Linked DNA regions of Sus scrofa: region 1 is linked to region 2. The links are chromatin contacts, called in public HiChIP or PLAC-seq maps. All regions are on one chromosome and are shown on one strand. The core of a region is the stretch at or near the end of the contact, and the rest is flanking DNA. Distances in the headings are between cores, read along the strand shown.

The links. HiChIP or PLAC-seq counts read pairs in DNA pulled down with a chosen protein or histone mark.
Region 1: an H3K27ac HiChIP or PLAC-seq map of skeletal muscle shows a contact between it and region 2, with 8 times the contacts expected there. The contact joins two enhancer-like sites. A contact is called at or near these places in 3 of 47 Hi-C or Micro-C datasets (embryonic fibroblasts, mesenteric adipose tissue and retroperitoneal adipose tissue) and 1 of 2 datasets of contacts at active chromatin or transcription factors (skeletal muscle).

Annotation. Positions count from the first base shown.
Region 1 is chr9:131,538,764-131,541,463 of Sscrofa11.1, reverse strand. LOC102166108 (a long non-coding RNA gene) reads left to right here. Exons shown (of 2, transcript XR_305732.3): 2 at 2,607-2,700. Among named protein-coding and RNA genes, the nearest start is that of NEK2, 6.9 kb to the left of the region's middle. Within about 2 kb of position 1,438, at least 7 of the 83 cell types and tissues checked have an H3K27ac peak or open chromatin away from gene starts, as enhancers often do. A contact at or near this core is called in skeletal muscle, where this site is marked.
Region 2 is chr9:130,938,988-130,941,687 of Sscrofa11.1, reverse strand. No RefSeq gene overlaps it. Among named protein-coding and RNA genes, the nearest start is that of NENF, 19 kb to the left of the region's middle. Within about 2 kb of position 1,372, at least 15 of the 83 cell types and tissues checked have an H3K27ac peak or open chromatin away from gene starts, as enhancers often do. A contact at or near this core is called in skeletal muscle, where this site is marked.

The DNA.
Region 1 (2,700 bases), core at 189-2,688, 600 kb before region 2:
ACGGTAGCAAAAACCCTCGCGGAAACGCTACCGGCTGAACTAAGGCAGTGGCCATGGGAATGAAGCAGAGGGAGGGAGCCCAGGGCAGTTTGGGAGGCAGATTCGATGAGATGCACTGAGCGACCATGGAGGGGAGCAGGGAGGACAGCTGCCGGCCTGAGTGACCACGTGGATGGGGGTGCAGCAAGAGGAGGGCGTGGGGGCGGGGCCGCTTGAGCACAGGTGGAACCCAAGGGCGGGCTGGGAGGCTGGCCAAAGTGCAGCCAGATACAACGTTTCAACGAAGGGTCTAGGCTGGAGACAGAGGTGAGAGTAGAGGTGGTAACAGAAGCCAGGTGGGGTGATGCATGTGCCCCAAGGGTGGTAGAGTGAGAGCTGATGGGAAGGGCGCCTGGAGGTTATTCCGGGCTGAAAAGGAAGAAAAGTCAGCAGAGGAGACCAGGAAACATGACCGAAGAGCTGAGAAGCAAGATTGAAATTATGAACCCAGGTGGTAAATTGAGATGGTTGTAAGAACGTGGGGGACTGGGAGTTCCCGATGTGGCGCCGTGGGTGAAGGATCCAGTGTTGCCACAGCTGTGGCGTAGGTTGACGCTGCGGGACTTCCATATGCTGCATGTGTGGCAAAAAAAGAAATGTGGGAGTGGTCCACGGTGCCAGGTGTTTCAGAAAAAACACATAAGAGGTGGGCAGAAATGAAAACACGGAATTTGGTCCTTCGGAGAGTACAGGTGACCGCGCTAAGAGCATTTGCAAGCCGCGTGGGGGGCAGAGGCCAGCCTGCGGGGCGTGCAGCTGGACCAGATGGAGGGGAGACAGAGTGTGCATGTGCGGACAGCCCAGATGACCTTCAAGAGCAGCTGCAGGCCTGGCCCCTTGTGCCCGTTTGCACCTTGGTCCTATGCCCCGGGGAACAAATGATCCATCCCAGAGGCTTTTCTGCCCTCATTGTCAGCACTCCCAGAACACCAGTCTGCAGCTGATGTCACATGGCATACTCATGACATGACACCTGTCACAGCATGTGGTTCTTCACAGCACTGACGTGCCCACGTCCCCAGCTGGTGTCAGCCGCTGCCAAGGTGGTGACCATGGTGACTTGAATGCAGAGACGGGGGAGAGGCTGTCTTTGCTTAGTTGAGGAGAGTTTAGAAAGAAGTCCGAGGGGGCATCTTCACTGCAGCCTCCAGGAGACAGGACCCAAAGGCACTGGCTCGGGCCTGTTCCGCCATCGGGGCCACGGTGAGCCTCCATCCGCAAGCAGACTTGAGTCTGGATTAAGTCCCGAGGCGCCCATGCCCTTGTGTTGTTTCTCTGTGCTGATCCTTTGACAAAGCTGAGCTCCAGAATCTCCTCCCTGCTGCTCCCTTTCATGGGAGGACGCCTCGGGCAGAGGCAGAAAGGAAAGCCTGCCTGGAGGGCTGTTAGAGCAACTGGTCACTGAGCTCAGGCCCAGCACCAGCACAGGTCACCTTGTCTCGCTCCCTCTCACCAGTGCCCGTGGGGAATTTACAAATGAGAACTTGGGGGCACAGAGAGCTTAAATAATTGACTCAGGGTGGTGAGGGGTGGCTACACACTGAAGACCCGGTGGGGTCGGCCATGGGATCCAGGATCTTGAAAGCCAGTTTGTGTGGCTTTGCCTGGTCTCGTCTAAGGCGGAGAGGACTTTCAATCAGCGAAGGCAACCACCCCATGTCTACTTTAGGTTCTGCTTTAACAGCTGTGCCTTGAGGCCTGGCATCTGCCTGCCGACCAGGTATCCCCAGCCTTGCTGGAGAGACCTGATTACTGCCGCCCTGGGACATGGCAAGAGTCCACATGGGGCTCTGAGCGCCTCCTCTCCTGAATCACACAGACCTGAGGCGGGCTCCCATTGGCACCCCACCCAGCGCACAAGCAGGCCAAGACCATAGGCAGGTGCCCCATAGAGGTGGGCGACAAGGCTGACCTCCCAAGACTTCACTGGGACTGAATGAAATAACATGCTGGTGTCTGACTGATGCCCCAGATGTCATAGCTAATGGTGGTTTGGGTACAGGTCTTCCATGGGTGGAGCCACGGAGGATGGCACAGCATCCAGACTTTCTGCTGGCAGCCAAGGCTCCCTGAGGGGCATTTTACACAACCTCCAACCCAGCCACCCTGACCAGCATGGCTGAGGCAAACATGTCCCCAGCTGGCCTGGCTCGTTCGCTGGCTTCTGTTCTGCCTGCCTGTCTGTGGAATCCTGCCTTGGGCGGGTTCTCAAGCCTATGAGTTCAAGGGCATTGGGGCCCATAGCTCTCAAGACAAGGCGAGGGAGCAAAGCTGAGAGCAGCGTGGCTGTTTTCGGGATGGTTTTAAATCCACTTCCCCATTGATGAGCAGGTGCAAACAGCCCCAGGTGCCTGCCAGCCTTCTTGTGCTGCCTGTCCCCCTCCCTCTCCACCCCCCCGCCCACTTTTCTTTCTTTTCTAGCAGAGAGAGGACCTGACAGAGGAGAGGTCCTCGTCCTTCTTCAGACCTCTTCCCTCCCCCACAAGCCTCAAATCCCAGCACGGGTCTCACTCAGGTCTGCGACATGATACATGTAGATTCCTCACTCTTCCTCTCTTCTTTTTCAGGAAACATCTGGAAGCTCCTCTGGGGCTTCTAGTGAACCTCAGTCTCCTGCAGATGCTTCCGGAGTTGTTCATTTGTTGGATATCTAAGCTGTAT
Region 2 (2,700 bases), core at 123-2,622:
TTTGGTCCTGGCCTCGCTCAGTGGGTTGAGGATCAGCGTTGTCGTGAGCTGTGGTGGAGGTCGCAGGCACAGCTCACATCCCCCGTTGCTGTGGCTGTGGTGTAGGCAGGCAGCTCCAGCTCCAATTGGACCCCTAGCCTGGGAACCTCCACATGCCTTGGTTGTGGCCCTAGAAAGACAAAAATAATAATAATAATAATTAATTTAAAAAAAAACCCCTGGAGGTTCTCTTGAAAGAGACTTCTGGACTTCTTGAACCTTCTGTGATACAGGTTCAGAGTGCCGAGCCCCAGGGCCTCACACAGAGGGAGGCAGTGCGACCCAGGTTCCCCTGTGGGGGCTCAGAGCCTGATGGTAGCTGGCAACCACCCCAAAGACAGGAGCAGCTTATGTGGCTGTTGGGCCAACGACGCCCATCTGGAGGTCAGCTGAGCAGTGCCCGACTGCTTGGGCTCATCACTGCCTCCCACCCCATGTCCTGGGCTGCAGCCCAGAGCAGTCTCTTAGTACCTGGATCTCGGAAGTAGATCTGTTGCCTCCCGCTTGAGCCTCTCACCACTTTCCCATTTAGGTTTTTTTTGTTTTTTTGTTTTTTGTTTGCTGCACCCACAGCATGTGTAAGTTTCTAGGCCAGGGACTGAACTCGTGCCACAGCAGTGACCATCCTGGGTCCTTAACCGTTAGGCCACCAGGGAGCCTCCCCCACTTTCCCATTTAGCTATGACCCTCCTCTTGACCCTCAGCGGTAACCCTCTTTCTTTTTTTTTTTTTTTTTTTTTTTTGTTGTTGTTGCTATTTCTTGGGCCGCTCCCACGGCATATGAAGGTTCCCAGGCTAGGGGTTGAATCGGAGCTGTAGCCACCGGCCTACGCCAGAGCCACAGCAATGCAGGATCCGAGCCGCGTCTGCAACCTACACCACAGCTCACGGCAACGCCGGATCATTAACCCACTGAGCAAGGGCAGGGATCGAACCCGCAACCTCATGGTTCCTAGTCGGATTCGTTAACCACTGCGCCACGACGGGAACTCCCGGTAACCCCCCTTTCTGATCCATATCACTCCACGCTCTCACCATCCCCCAAACGGGGGTGGTTTCCTTTCCATAATTCATTCATTACACCGGACTTCCTACGTTCCTCTTCCAACCAACACGTGCCTGCTGTGTATCCAGCGCTGGGCTAGTCCTGGGGGAGGGGTGCAGGGGAGAAGCCAAGAAAATAGATGCAAGACCTCTTGCTGCTCTTAAGGGTCCCCGAGGCGGAGAGCCATGGGCTGAGTTGCAAAACAGTTTCCTTAGGACACAGAGCTGCTGATCTGTGGGGATCCCAGCCACGGGGTCCTGATCAGGACAAGGCTGGGGTGTGAGGCTGTGGGAGGGTGTTGGGAGTTTCATGGAAACTTCCCACCAGTTCTGGCTCACCAGCCACCAAGCGCATGGGATGGTCATGCCCCCTGGTGGTTGGTTCCTGGAACTCTCCAGCAGCTGTTTTGGAAAGCCCAGAGGATTAAGCTCCCCTCAAGAACATCTATTTTTGGTTCCCAATATTTCCACGGTGGAATACTAACAGGAGCAGCCAGCGGGCTTCCCAAAGGACCGAAAAACTGCCTGCGACTCCCACACTCTCAAGCCGTCTGTTCCCCGTGGGTCAGATCTGCCCTTTGTTCTCAGATGCAGTTCTCTCTTCCATTCGGTTTGACTAAAGGGTCCCAAGGCAGCAGCCACATGCCCCTCTGTGGCCCTCGAGCCTGGCCTCAGAGGGAAGGCTGCGTGCACATTCAGAGTGACGTGTTGGAAAGAACACTGGATCCAGGATCAGGAGGCTTGGATGCTCGCCCCACATCGGCCGCTAACTAGTGGTGAGATAATTGGTACAATAATAGCCACGTTGATTCAGGAGGTACTGAGTCAGGCACTGCACCAAGAGCCATGTTGATTCAGGAGGTACTGAGTCAGGCACTGCACCAAGAGCTTCACCTACACTGTTGACGTGGATCCGTACAGCAAATCTCTGAGGTTGGCATTGTTGTTATTTCCATTTAAGAGGTGAAGAAATCAAGGCACAGAGAGGTTAAGTAAATTTCCCAAGCTCACACAGTGTGTGGCAGGGTCAGGACCTAAGTTCCCGGCAGGGTCCACGAATAGTTTTGAAAGGTCCCCCAGGTGACCGTGGTGTGGAGCCATCTCTGGAAGCTCTGGGGTCCCATCAGCTCTAACATCCAGGGAGCCCAATGCCTTCGGAAGGTTGGGAGGTGAGGTTGTGACAAGGAAGAAGCCTGGGTGAGGCCCCGTGGCGTTCAGGACCACGAGCCTAGTGGGGACACTGCAGAGGGCAGAGTGATCCTCCTGCCCGCTGTCCTCTCCACCAGGCAACGGTTTACAGGAAAGGAGAGTACTTGCCTTCCATGATATTCTCAGTTACGCCACCCACACCACTAATTCACAGATCCACCATCCAGCAACATATCACAACTCATCCCAAATCATTTCATATTGTTACGTTGATTCATTGGACAAACCCTTACAGAGACCTACGAGGGGCCAGGCACTGGGACCGATGCTGGGGCTACAGTGATGTTGGGGCTACAGTGCTGAAGGAGAGCGGCACAGCCCTGTCCTTGTGGGTCTGTGTCTTGAGGCGGAGGAGACAGGCAATAAACAAACCGCAAAAAGAAAAAAAGAAAAGAAAAAGAAAAAAGA